2 separate regions of the Triticum aestivum genome follow, and region 2 is linked to region 1. A link is a contact called in public Hi-C data. All regions are on one chromosome and are shown on one strand. Each heading gives the region's core, a stretch centred on a gene start, on an enhancer-like site or on the middle of the called end of the contact. The rest is flanking DNA. Distances are from core to core; before and after follow the strand shown. Region 1 holds the start of LOC123096136 (BTB/POZ domain-containing protein NPY4). Region 2 overlaps LOC123096138 (a long non-coding RNA gene).

Region 1 (6,630 bases), core at 1,175-3,674:
ATGGAGCATGCTCACATCCTTTTCTTCCTGTTTAAGAAATGGAGCCCAGGGAACTACAGATCAAGGCCAGTATTCCCCACCACAGAGCTAATTAATTGCTGAACGCATATGACCAGTAACCAGTATGATTGGCCCCCTTTAGCGACTTCATTTATTTGGAATTTATTTCAAGAAACAATCAAAAGAAGATCCCCTCGATTCTGGCAAATTTGCAGAACGAAGATGCATACAAAAGCCAAATCTCTCAAGTGAACAGATCTCAGAATTTCAGCCACAAAATTACTTGCCATCATCCAACAGGACTGGTACTAAACTGGAGTAAAAGAAGAAGAACGATATCCAGACCAAGCGCTGGATAAAGTAGAAATGTTAACAGAATCTGAAGAAACTCTGAGGACGAACAGAGACGAACTGACTAACCTGATATTGCTGCCCTCTGTCTGAAAGACATCCGGCTTGGAGCCAAGCTTCATATGCTTCATTGTGCCAAAACCGAAAAACAGCCTGCAAATCTCCTCCCCTTTTTGCTTTCTCTCTAGCTCTTCTACTTTCCCCTACCTCACCGGTCACCACCGAATGGGAGCCAAGAAGAAACGCCTCAACAAACCCACAACACTTAACCCATCAACAAAGTACCAAACCGGTGGCCACTGCGATGTGAAAGGACAACACCAACAACTGGTGATAAAGATCCACGCCCAACTGTCCCCCTTTGAACCGCGGCAGAGCCCCCACCAAATCAAATCAGGTCAAGAGCCCAAGCAGACCTCCTTCCCTCTAGATGAGTAAACTAGCCGGCAGTTGCATCAAGATCTGGGTCCGGGAGAGCACAACGGCAACAAGGACTCGTCCTCGTCCAAGCTGGATCACACAGGGAGAGTAAGGGGCGGCAGCACCTGCAGAGCACAAGGGCAGCATCTTGAGGTGAGGGGACAGCGGGAATAATCGGTGATGCAATGTTGGGAGACCATGGGAACAAGCACCAGTGAGGGGAGGAATCTTATCTTGGTTAAAATCACAAGCAAGCAACATGAATGGCACAGACAGGTTGCAAGATGAGAATAATTTAAGGGTGTGGCACATGTAGGCAGTCAAACAGTAGTTATAGAATTGCAATCCGTAGACCACTGGTTTGGAGGGGTTGCTTCTCCTCTTGGTGGGCAACAAGATCGAAATGTGCATAAAGAAGTTGACATAATCTGATTTTTCTAGGTAAATTTTGGCTAAGGAGGAAAGACCTTATAATAAATCCAAAATTAGGAAAATGGAAGATAGGATTATTATGAACTTTCCCGTACAAAAAAGACCACAAAAACTGTAATACCGGGATTGACAAATAATGGCACATATCTCAACAAAAAGTACACTCTATCTCATGCTACAGAAAAAAAGGAACAAATTTGTGATTTACTTTCAGTTAACAAGGAACGCAAGTTCAGTTCAGTAGTGCCTAACAAAGGGAAAGGATGATCAACAGAACCCTTAGAAAAACCTTTTAGAAAATAATCTGCAAACAAATCCGCTACAGAATAAATGGGTGTATTGGAGAGACTAAACGTTGGGATTAGATCGCCGGCGTCAAATAAATCAATCGAAACGGGTTAGGGGTCCGTCACCAGCAAAAGAAATGAATCAGCGGAGGGCGACGAAGATCTTTGTTGGGCGGAGCTGCGGAAGGAGACGCCTGGCGGCGGAGAGGGGAAGAGGAAGGATCCGTCCGATCTCGAAGGCCCTAGACAATGGACCCGGCGAGGAGGATACGCCGCCGCCTCTTCCTCTGCTTCTCATCAGACGGAGGAGGAGGGGAGGGAACCAGTGATGGGAGGAAAGAAAGGCCTTGGTTGGCAGAAACCAACAGAAAAGCGCAGAAGAAAAGGCAGCTTTTTAGGACAGGGGAAACGACCAAACCAACACCAAGAAACATTCCTACCGAACCACCACCACTACTGGATACACTCCTCCAACTCATTGTCGGAGTAGCGTAGAAATAAACCTCAATAATACGTACACCATTTCATCTCATTATTGGACGGGAAAAATGCGCGGCTTGCTTAACTCACGATAGAGAGCAAAACAAAATATCCAAACCTGTTTGAAGGGGGAAAAGAAGAACTGGTAGGGGCTTAATTACCTTGCAGCAGTTGTGACTTGTGAGTTGGGTTGATGCGATCAAGCACAACGCTTATGTTTCTTGGCGTCGATCTGCCGCCCGGCCGCCGCTGGTGAGAGTGTCTTTCTTGCGGAGCGAGCTGAGTTTGGTGGTGCCTGCTTCTGCTTCTGCTCTAACGCAGAGCTAATGGATTTGGTTTTTTATCTTGAGGAAAACCGGTGGGGGGTGCCGGGGTGGGGTGGCAAAGCCTAGTTCATGGGCTCTGGGAATGGACTGTTCTGCCCCTCTAAATGTTCTCTTGCTGCCCCCTCCCTTTCTCCACTGGTTCCACATAAGCGTTTATAATCCTGTGTTCTTTTTCTCCTTGTCCTTTTAGTTTTGGTGAACTTTTTTATGTAGGCTCATTTCATTAGAATATATGTGGTCTCATTTTGTGTGTGGGGAGTGTTGCACAGTTCAGGCAGGCATTGATGGAAACCAAACACGCTCATAGAGCTAGTTTGGTTGGTGCCCTGGACAGCAAGTCTGGACATTTTTCACGACTGGCCTGGGCCTGAGCATTTGAAATTATTTGCCTGGTCAGGCTAGCACTGTTTGGTTCCTTACCTGGCCTGGTGGGGCGTTTGTACTTTTAATTCGTCTCCCCATCCCCTCGTTTTCTGTACCTTCACTACTAGTGACTGCAATTTGTGTCAGCCTGCTGCTCCAGGCACGTCCAGGCGTCTAGAATGGGTCGCCTGGCTCAGGCTAACTATGTTGCCTGGCTAATCACGTTCCCAGGCTCAGGCGCTCAGCCTGAGCACTCAACCTGTGGACACCAACAAAACAAGAGCCAGGCAGCTTCCAGGCAGGGGCCAGGCCAGGCGCCAAGACCTGTGGAAGCCAACCAAACTGACCCATAATCCTCGATCCAGACTGAGGGGTCAATCGACCCGTCGTACTTTTGGACATTCACAATTTTGAAGCCTGGTGGGAATTTATGTTCGATGACTTCATCTGTGAAGCACGCCAGGTGGGCTGAACCTCGGGTACGGGGTGATGGCGTGACGCACATTAGAACTGTCCACATCCCCGTACTTGGTGCAGTCTCGCTGATCGCGGTATTTGGCCAGCCAAGCTAGCCGACTTGCTTGCTCAACGGGCAGGGTGCATGCGCTTCTTGGTCTGCTAGATGGTCCGAGGAGCTGGGACCTCGGGCGGGGAGGACGTCTGCTTGAGCTGCCCATGCCAACGGATGGGGCATTTCTATTGCGTCGTCGGTCCGACGCCTTGGGGTGTGCATGCTTGTACCGTTCCTTCGGCCGTTAGGGGTGAGGTTGGTTTTCGGCATGCTTGTGCAATTTGGCCCATTGGCGCTTGGATATTGCACTTCCGACGGTGGCGGCATCGAGGTCTTTCATCAAGTTCTTGTAGTAGCTAGACGGCACTTTATTGTTCGTCGCCTGCTTCAACTTGGCCTTGAGCACTTCCTAGGCCTGGAAGAGCTCGTTCCAGTGGTCGCCCAGGTACTCTTGCTCTTCCTAAAGTCTTCACTTCTTGTTTGTTATCTTGTTGGGCGTGCGGACCAACCTTACCTCAATGAGTCGAGGTTGGGGCCATTAAGTGACTTTTTTGGGATGTCAATGTCCTCGGGGCTGAGGTTGTTGTCCGGTTCGTCGACATTTGATGTCTACTACGCAACTTTATTCTTGTAAACTCGTGTTGGGCCTCCAAGCGCAGAGTTTTGTAAGACAGTAGCAAATTCCCCTCAAGTGGATGACTTAAGGTTTATCAATCCGTGGGAGGCGTAGGACGAAGATGGTCTCTCTCAAACAACCCTGCAAACAAATAACAAAGAGTCTCTTGTGTCCCCAACACACCAAATATAATGATAAATTGTATAGGTGCACTAGTTCGGTGAAGAGATGGTAATACAAGTGTAGTAACGATAGTAGATATTGATTTTTGTAATAGGAAAAATAAAAAAACAGCAAGGTAGCAAGTAACAAAAGTGAGCACAAACGGGATTGCAATGCTTGAAAATGAGGCCTAGGGTCCGTACTTTTGCTAGTGCAAGCTCTCAACAATGCTAATATAATTGGATCATATAACCATCCCTGAACGTGCGATGAAGAATCACTCCAAAGTTCTTATCTAGCGGAGAACATAAGACAAAATTGTTTGTAGGGTATGCAACCACCTCAAAGTTATCTTTTCTGATTGATCTATCCAAGAGTTCATACTAAAATAACACCAAGTTACCTTTCCGATCGATCTATCTAAGAGTTCGTACTAAAATAACACCATATGATACACATCAACCAACTCTAATGTCACCTAGATACTCCAATGTCACTGCGAGTATCCGTGAGTTGATTATACGATATGTATCAAACAATTTCAGATTCATAATACTCAATCCAACACAAAGAACCTCAAAGAGTGCCCCAAGATTTCTACCGAAGAAACAAGGACGAAAACATGCATCAACCCCCATGCATAGATTACCCCAATGTCACATCGGGAATTCGCGAGTTGAGTGCCAATACATATATCAAGTGAATCAATATGATACCGAATTGTCACCACGGGTATTCATAGCAAGACATACATAAAGTGCTCTCAAATCCATAAAATTATTCAATCCGATAATAATGAAATCTCAAAGGGAAAACTCAATTCATCACAACAAGATAAAGACGGAGAAACACCATATGATCCAACTATATTAACAAAGCTCCCGATACATCAAGATGAAAGTGCAACCAATCCCCGGGTGGTTTTGGTAATTCATAACAACATATAGCTCATTGGACTAATATCCATTCAAGATAAATATTTCAGGAAGTTCAATGGATGGCATGGCATGGACTAGAGATGTGGACCCCCTCAAAATGCTAAGGACATATATTGGCAAAAGCTCAAGACTCTTCATCTTTATTTTAGTGATCCAAGATCACATTGAGTCCATAGGAAAGACAATACTATTAAAAGGGGATGAAGTGTTGTTTAATGGCTTGCTTGCTCAAATACTTAGTGATATTGCTCCAAAACCCTCATCCACTTTCTCCATCCAAATATGTCAAAACCCTAAACTCCAACTCAGCCCCACCGATTCTTTCTATCCGGTGCCACCGAGTTCATATGACATAGCCACTGCCAGAAACCCTAGCAATCCGGTCTCACCGATACGGGTCTCGGTCTCACCGAGATGGCCTTGCCAACGCTGTATGACTTGTTGCATTTATTTTGGTCTCACCGAGTTATGCAATCGGTCTCACCAAGTTGGCTTGATATTCTCTCTGTTGCCTTATTGCTTCACTTCGGTCTCACCGAGTTGATGCAATCGGTGCCACCGAGATGATGTTTGCCCTAAGCCCTAGCACATCGGTCTCACTGAGTTGTTCCAGTCGGTCCCGCCAAGATTCCTAAGGTTCACATTTTTGAACATATCGGTCTAACCGAGTTTAGCTATTCAGTCCCACCGAGATGAGTCAAATGTGTGTAACGGTTGGATTTTGTGTGGAGGCTATATATACCCCTCCACCCCTTCTCCATTTGTCACATTTTCTGAGAGAGAACCACCTACTCATGTGTTGAGATCAAGATATTCCAATCCTACCACAAGAATCTTGATTTCTAGCCTCCCCAAGTTGCTTTCCACTCAAATAATCTTTCCACCATACCCAATTATGTGAGAGAGAGTTGAGTGTTGGGGAGACTATCATTTGAACCACAACAGCAAGGAGTTCATCATCAACACACCATCTATTACCTTTTGGAGAGTGGTGTCTCCTAGATTGGTTAGGTGTCGCTTGGGAGCCTCCATGAAGATGTGGAGTTGAACCAAGAAGTTTGTAAGGGTAAGGAGATCGCCTACTTTATGAAGATATACCCGAGTGAGGCAAGTCCTTCGTGGGCGATGGCCATGGTGGGATAGACAAGGTTGCTTCTTCGTGGACCCTTCGTGGGTGGAGCCCTCCGTGGACTCGCGCAGCCGTTACCCTTTGTGGGTTGAAGTCTCCATCAACGTGGATGTACGATAGCACCACCTATCGGAACCACGCCAAAAATCTCCGTGTCTCCATTGCGTTTGCCTTCTCCAAACCCTTCCTTTTACCTTCATATGCAATGTTCTACTTTCTGCTGCTATACTCTTAGAATTGCATGTGTAGGTTGAATGCTTGACTTGTGCTAATTACTAAAATCTGCCCACAACTAAAATTGGGAAAAGGCTAGATTTTTATTTGGTCACGTAGTCTAATCACCCCCCCCCCCTCTAGACATACTTTTGATCCTACAAGTAGCATCAGAGCTTTGGTCTCCATTTGCCTTGATTTCCATAGCTTTGGTGATCATAGCCTTGGTTTCACAACCTACGAGAGTATGGCGTCTAGCGAGGGAAATTACCACCATAGAGGTCCTTACTTTGATGGTATAAATTTTGCTAGTTGGAAGCATAAGATGAAAATGCATATTCTTGGTCATAACCCCGCCGCTTGGGCTATTGTGCGTGTTGGCTTGCAAGGTGATTTCTTCAA
Region 2 (6,630 bases), core at 1,925-4,424, 59 kb after region 1:
TTTCCATCGAGTACTTTACAAAGTACGCATTCATCTTGTCAAATGTGTATTGAACTATTGCCGTCACGGGTAATCCACGTGCACCTTTGAGCACCCTATTGAAGCATTCGACCATATTGCTTGTCATTTGACCGTATCTCCGGCCATCTTCATCAAAAGCACGTGCCCACTTGTTCCGGTATTGAATGTGCCTATTGAGAAAATCTTGACCCCCGGGATCAAGTTTTTTGTGTGCGAGCAATTTATTGTACGAAGTGGCGAAGCGCTTATCGGAGAAAGCGAGACAACAATCTTGAAGATCATCGGCCAACTCCTTAAGGCCACATGCCCTATAGAAGTTCGAACAAAAGTGCCTCATGCACCATCAATGGTGCTACGGAGCATGCCCGGGAATGTCAATCTCCACGACGTTAAGAATTCCTTGATTCCGATCCGATATGACACAAATTTCCCTTTCAGCGGGTAACACCTTCGTCCTCAAAAGATGCAGAAACCACTCCCAGTTGTCATTGTTTTCCACCTCAACCAAAGCAAATGCCAATGGCAACACCCGGTTATTGGCATCACTTGCTATCGCAACCAACAAGGTGCCCTTGTATTGTCCGGTCAAGAACGTGCCATCAATTGTGATGACTGGCCTACAATGTTCGAAAGCCCTCACACATTGCTCGAACGCCCAAAAAGCACGGCCAAATACTCTGACTTTCCTTCCTTCATGAACCGTTGTTTGGTGCCCATGAGGCTCGACCACATGAACCATGCCCGGGTTTGTCGCGGCCATGGCTAACAACAACCTAGGGATTCGGTTGTATGCTTCCTCCCATGTACCATACAACATCTTAAATGCGGCTTGCTTCGCCTTCCATGCCTTGCCGTATTTCACCTTGTAATGAAAGATGGCTTTCACAAGGTCAATGACATGTTGGACGCTCATTGTTGGAAGTGTGGATATTGAGTTGGAGAGCCTGTAAGCGATGAACTCGGACGTGAGTTGTTTTTAGTCTTCGGACACAATCTTGCCATCCACCCTTTTGCCTTGGCACATGTGAGTTGGCACACAACTCACTACATGCCAAGTTGGACCTCCTTTCCATGGTCTTGCATGCACAATCCACGGACAACCGCCACGGCGTCTTGCCACTCCTTGTTGGACCTCCTTTCCACGAGCTCTACCACCACCACGGCCTCTTGTAAGTCCAAGTTGGACCTCCTTTTCATCTTCACATGCACATGCAACCGTGTAGCGCACATTGACGTCCGAGTTCACCACCTTGTGTGGACGATAATGCGTAACCGAGTAGTTGTCGAGCCACATCTTCAAATCCAACAAGCTATCGAACTTAGAACCTTTAGCAATCCGGTTCTTGTCGTCTACCAAATCACGGTGAGAGCTTGGCCTAACCCCAAGAGGTACACATTGGCCACCATCTACCACGGCTTCATCCGCGAGACTAACATCCTTGAACAATGTAGTCCGATGATCCCGACCAAATACCTTCTCGAAAGCTTCGGCCTCCTTCACCGTGAACCCCTCCGCATCAACTTGTTCATCGGGACCATCGTCATCCGAGTCTGATGCATATGCACGGGAAAAAGGGATGAATGGTCCATTGTCTCTTGCAAATGATATTTGTCGAGATCACCCACATTGTTGTCATGGAGATCAACTTCATTGTCATCGTCCGCATACTCATCATTGTCCTCTTGCAAAGATTCATCTTGGTTGTTTGTATACGGGCTCAATGTTGGCCTCACTTCTTGGGTCAAAAGAGGTTCAACAATTTCATCTCGCTTCAAGGGTGGGGGGCTACTAGCAACCAAAGGGGAGGGGTTCCGGTTGAAGTCCAAATGCAAACTTGAATCAACCTTCTTCGTTGCAAATCACTCAAGAGCCTTGTCTAGTGATTCGGCCACCGTCTCCTTGTATGCAACCCAACGTTGCTCCGAGTTGACACGCATTGTCTTCCAACGGATGTGCATTCCAAAACCAACATTATGCCTTCCCTCCAACTCAATGATATCACTAGGGTCCATCCAATTCAAATCTTTCCTAACTTGTTGCAAGAGCTCCGCATAGCTAGGACTACTATCAAACACCATGTCAAGCTCATCCGGGTCCGGTTCTTTATTGCCTTTCAAAAAGGCGTCTTTGTCCCCATGATGAACAAACACACATGTTCTTCCCATCCCTATAAGCATTCAAAGAACACAAGGTAACATTGCTTCCATGAGTACTAATCCATGGATTAACACGGAATACAAACCCTAATATATATATGAAACAACAACCCTAACCCTAACCATAACCCTAACCCTAATCATAACCATAACCCTAACCATAACCCTAGCCCTAAACCTAACCCTAGCACCAACATAAGAACACCCATAAGAATAACCCTAGCATACTAACAAAGCCTAATCATAGAAATTGGCTAACAAACATCTCACATCTCCATGCAAATCTCTAGATCCAAACAAAACTAGGGTTTCCCCAAACTAGCAACAAATGAGCAATGGGAGAACTTTACTTGGATCAAAACAAGGGGATCGGAGATTATTACCTTGAGGGAGGGTTTGACTTCGAAATCCACGGACAAATTCTTCAAATTTGCAAGATTTGGAAGAAGATTTGAGAGGGGGAGAGAGTGGGAGAGGGGGCAAAGCTCGGGGAGAGAGTGAGAGAGTGTGTGGTGGGGGGGGGGTGGGGGAGGGGGGCCCAGCCAAGTGGCTGGATAAGTCACAGTGCAGCGCCTAGCCGCTAGGCGCTGCACATTACATATGTAGCGCCTAGCGCCTAGGCGCTGCACATGTGCAGCGCCTAGCTCGGAGGCGTTGCACGGCTGGGTGCGGGCCCATGGGCTGCCACGGTGGACAGAGGTGCAACGCCCCAGAGCTAGGCGCTGCACCGTAGGGTGTGGCGCCGGCGTGGCGGGCGCTACACAAAAGGGTCAGGGGTGTGAAATAGTTTCGCACCCAGTTCATTCTGTGAATTGATTTCGTCCGAGGTCAAAATTGTCAAATTTGCCATCCCCGACACGCTCTGAAATCTGGCGTGTGTATGTGTGCTTTTTCCTATGGACGTAGCGTTCGGAGCAGCCACACGAGTGTACCTCCTGTCGACACCGCCGGGGGACACAGGTTTTGCTTGACATCACTGGCACTTTTGTCGAGTGTGATCGAGGAGATTTCCGACGGGCAAGCGTGTGCATGCGTGTCAAGCCTATCTGCAAGCTGTCTCCTCATGTAGTGTAGGAGTACTAGATCAGGATCGCGCCAAGGGGTGTCGGTCCCAACGTTTTGGTTAATGCTTAGTAAGAATCCTCATTTAGCATATGTATTCGAACAAGAAAACAAAATAAAAGAAGAAACATTAACTTGTAATAGAAGCAATACAGCAAAAGATGACCACTTGACATTAAGTTTAGTACTAATAGCGCAAACATGAGAGGAAGTACTAATCTAAAATAATGTTTGCAACATGTCCATATATAAGCAAGGCAACTATCCATTATAGGCTAAATTTATACCAAAAGCAAATTTACCACAAAGGAAACATCTCAAAAAGCAGTATGTAGTAAACACTTACTAATGGTTCAGTACAAAACATCAAGGTCCATCACACTCCATTGACAGATTTCATATGAAATGTACATACCAAATCACTTGTTGTAACAAATATACAAATATACTCTGAACAACCTGGCCCTCAACTTTCGCTTCTTTCTCCAAGTATAAGTATATTGGAATTCCAAAAAGCAGTCTTGGTATGCAGTCCAGCGCTCAGACCCAAACCAAAAGGAATGTTACAGTTCACTACCATAGAAAGATAGATAGTCCAGATGGTGTTGTACACAAGTGAACCCCTAACAAAGCAATGTTCTACATTTCTTGGGTATCATCTTCACACCTCCAACAGATGGTGTCGCACACAAGTGAACCCCTAAAAAAGCCTTAAGTTTAAGTATATTGGCAAACCCTATCAAAAAAGTAATTTTTCTCTACCTCTTTCAGATTGGGAGAATCATGACAGAGAGGCATGAGACTACAAACAGTGGCATTGGTAAATAGGCAAAGCATATGATATCTGAATGGGAAAAATTAATTATGTCTATTTGAAATGCTATAAGTACATAATGGTCAGGGACAAAAGAAAACCAGTGAGCACAGAAACATGCATCAGGTCCTTCAGATTCACATGAGAAAGAAAACCGCATGATTTTATCTTGACCACGAAACAATCTACACAATGTAAAAGTGATGATACCAACTCCATTACTTACCTAATAGCAGTAAGAAATTGGATAACGCAAGTGCATGATCACATCTCATCATTATAAGTGGATGACAATAATAACAATTATAATACATGGGTTGCAAGAGTAGAGAACACTTATTGTATACGAAGGCACACCATTCTCTACCACAAAAGGAGGGAAGCGCGCCTTGGCGCGTGTTGCACGGCCCAAGTGCAAGATCCAAAACAGTATAGTAACTCAAAGCTCAACACATCAAGTTTGGCAAAAAGGAATGGATCAAAAGCTATGCAGTATGATAAATCTGAATTAGAGCAAATCATCTATATAGAAAGCAACACACTCCACATGTCATTAATAATAATTAGATCAAGTCATTTGTATGAAGTCTGAGTACTGCATTAAAGGGTAGCTGTACAGTACAGAAAACATATCACATTGCTCTGGAGCAGAGCGCTTAGTTCGTGCCGCCTTTTTTCATATCGATGTAAAATTGATTAGTCTTTGAAGCTGAGCGCTTAGTTCATGCATTTCTTTCATGATGCATATACCATAAGAAAAATACAAAATTCTATCCTCTTATAAAATTCTACCTTAAAAAAGATCAAAACAATCCAAGTTTTATTAGGACATGCAATGGTCAACCAGGACAAAGCAGCAATGAAACAATTATTGTCAGCTAACTCTAATGTAATTTGACCGTATGGTAAATCATATTTTTGTTCCAATGGTCTTGCTTTACCTCTCGCGGTCAGTGTTGTAAAGCTCGAATGATTTTAGGGCTATCCTTATAGACACCAGTGCAACTGATTTTAATCAAGCATACATTCAAATCAAGCGCATCCAAAATGAAAGATATAAACTATTATATTGCTTTAAGATACAATTTTTATATCATTCAGCTCTGTAAAATTGCACAACCACAAAATTTGCAAACAGGAGGAGGTGAGTAGAGCCATGAGTACCATTTTGGTTTACATAGAAAATTAGGAATTTGCAAACAGGAAAAGGTTTATCTTTGCATATCAGCATGGTTATATATCAGTACTACTATTTGTCCATATCAGGAGATTTGCTGCTGGGATTAAGCCGGACTAATGTTGGTTGTTGCTAAATCTTGCTGCCATTCATACAATTTCAGTGCAAGTACAAGCAGCCAAGCACACACACGTCACACTTTAGCAGAGCAAGCGGAAAGGTAGAGAAAAAAGAACGAAGAGGCTACCTGCAGGCTGCAATAGTTGGAGCATGGAGGCAGCTGTCGAAATGCATGAGTTTTCACAACACCAGAGCAGGGCCGAGAAGATCCTGGCTCAGGCAGAGCGAACCCAACGACAGATGACGGATACTGAAAGTCTACAAAACGACTGGCCATACAAAGGTGGCCACATGTATTCCTTCAAGTCCGCCTTGACCTGAACATCAGAAATCACCAAAATCAAACAAACATCACAGAAAGGTGCTCTGAACCCAAATCGCTTCTTCATAAACATGGAGAAACATCGGTGAACAGAGCAATCTTACGTCATACAAAAAATAAATTAAGATATTACAAGCAAGAACACCAGATAAGAGTGCTATAAAGTGCAGCAAGTTAACAAAATTTGGTTCAGAATATATGCTAGAAAAATAGACATGTACCATGAGAAGGAAAAAGCCAAACCTAATAAGATGATTGATCATTTCCAAAGAAGCATATATTGACCTTAGAATAGGGTTGATCCTTCTTGATTATGAACCTATCAGCACACCATATCAATTCTTGCTACGCAATGTACCTCTATAGCAGTCTACACTGCAATAAAAGAAGATCTAAGTAAGTGCACATTATGCTCTTAGTTAGAGCATAAAGGAATATTCAATTGCAACTATAAGTTTTATCTCATAAGGCAACAAAGTGAGCAGTAAAATAATACAAAGCTAGGAAAGGAACAGAAGTCGATGCTAGGTCAATATCATAATTTTAATTTTGTTGTGTAGCATTACTTGGAAAGAGAAGTATAGAAGAGCATTTATCTAGCCTAACCACGAGTGAAGGAAAGCTGTAAATCTGTAAGGTAGTCAAAAAACAGCATCGATCTTGATTTAAAGATCTGCTTCATCCATGACACATCTATATCCAGTCATAATGTACAACAAAATGGTATGGAAGATGAGTTTTACATGTTTTCATGTCCACTGATTATGAATAGAAATGCCTTACAGTCATCGTCAGGGTATGCGTTACCACAAGACAAATAAAAAGGATACAATCTGAAACTAAGTACATAAAGAAGGCAGATGGACCAGCCAAACCCCTTAACTTGTAAACTGAAAATCTCTATGTTCTCAACTGATGGTTTGAGATAATCAATCAACCATCAGTCCTTATCCAACA

The links. Hi-C and Micro-C count contacts between places; a contact is called where the count stands out from the background.
Region 2: a contact with region 1 is called in a Hi-C map of leaf, with 6 times the contacts expected there. The contact joins the enhancer-like site here to the promoter of LOC123096136 in region 1. A contact is called at or near these places in 4 of 5 Hi-C or Micro-C datasets (leaf and an unstated tissue).

Annotation. Positions count from the first base shown.
Region 1 is chr4D:52,307,284-52,313,913 of IWGSC CS RefSeq v2.1, forward strand. It overlaps LOC123096136 (BTB/POZ domain-containing protein NPY4), which reads right to left and starts at 2,425. Exons shown (of 5, transcript XM_044517759.1): 1 at 2,132-2,425; 2 at 421-896. The coding sequence starts at 482.
Region 2 is chr4D:52,365,992-52,372,621 of IWGSC CS RefSeq v2.1, forward strand. LOC123096138 (a long non-coding RNA gene) reads right to left here. Exons shown (of 8, transcript XR_006446482.1): 7 at 5,959-6,630; 8 at 3,571-5,668. Among protein-coding and RNA genes, the nearest start is that of LOC123096138, 6.7 kb to the right of the region's middle. Within about 2 kb of position 3,175, at least 1 of the 8 cell types and tissues checked has an H3K27ac peak or open chromatin away from gene starts, as enhancers often do.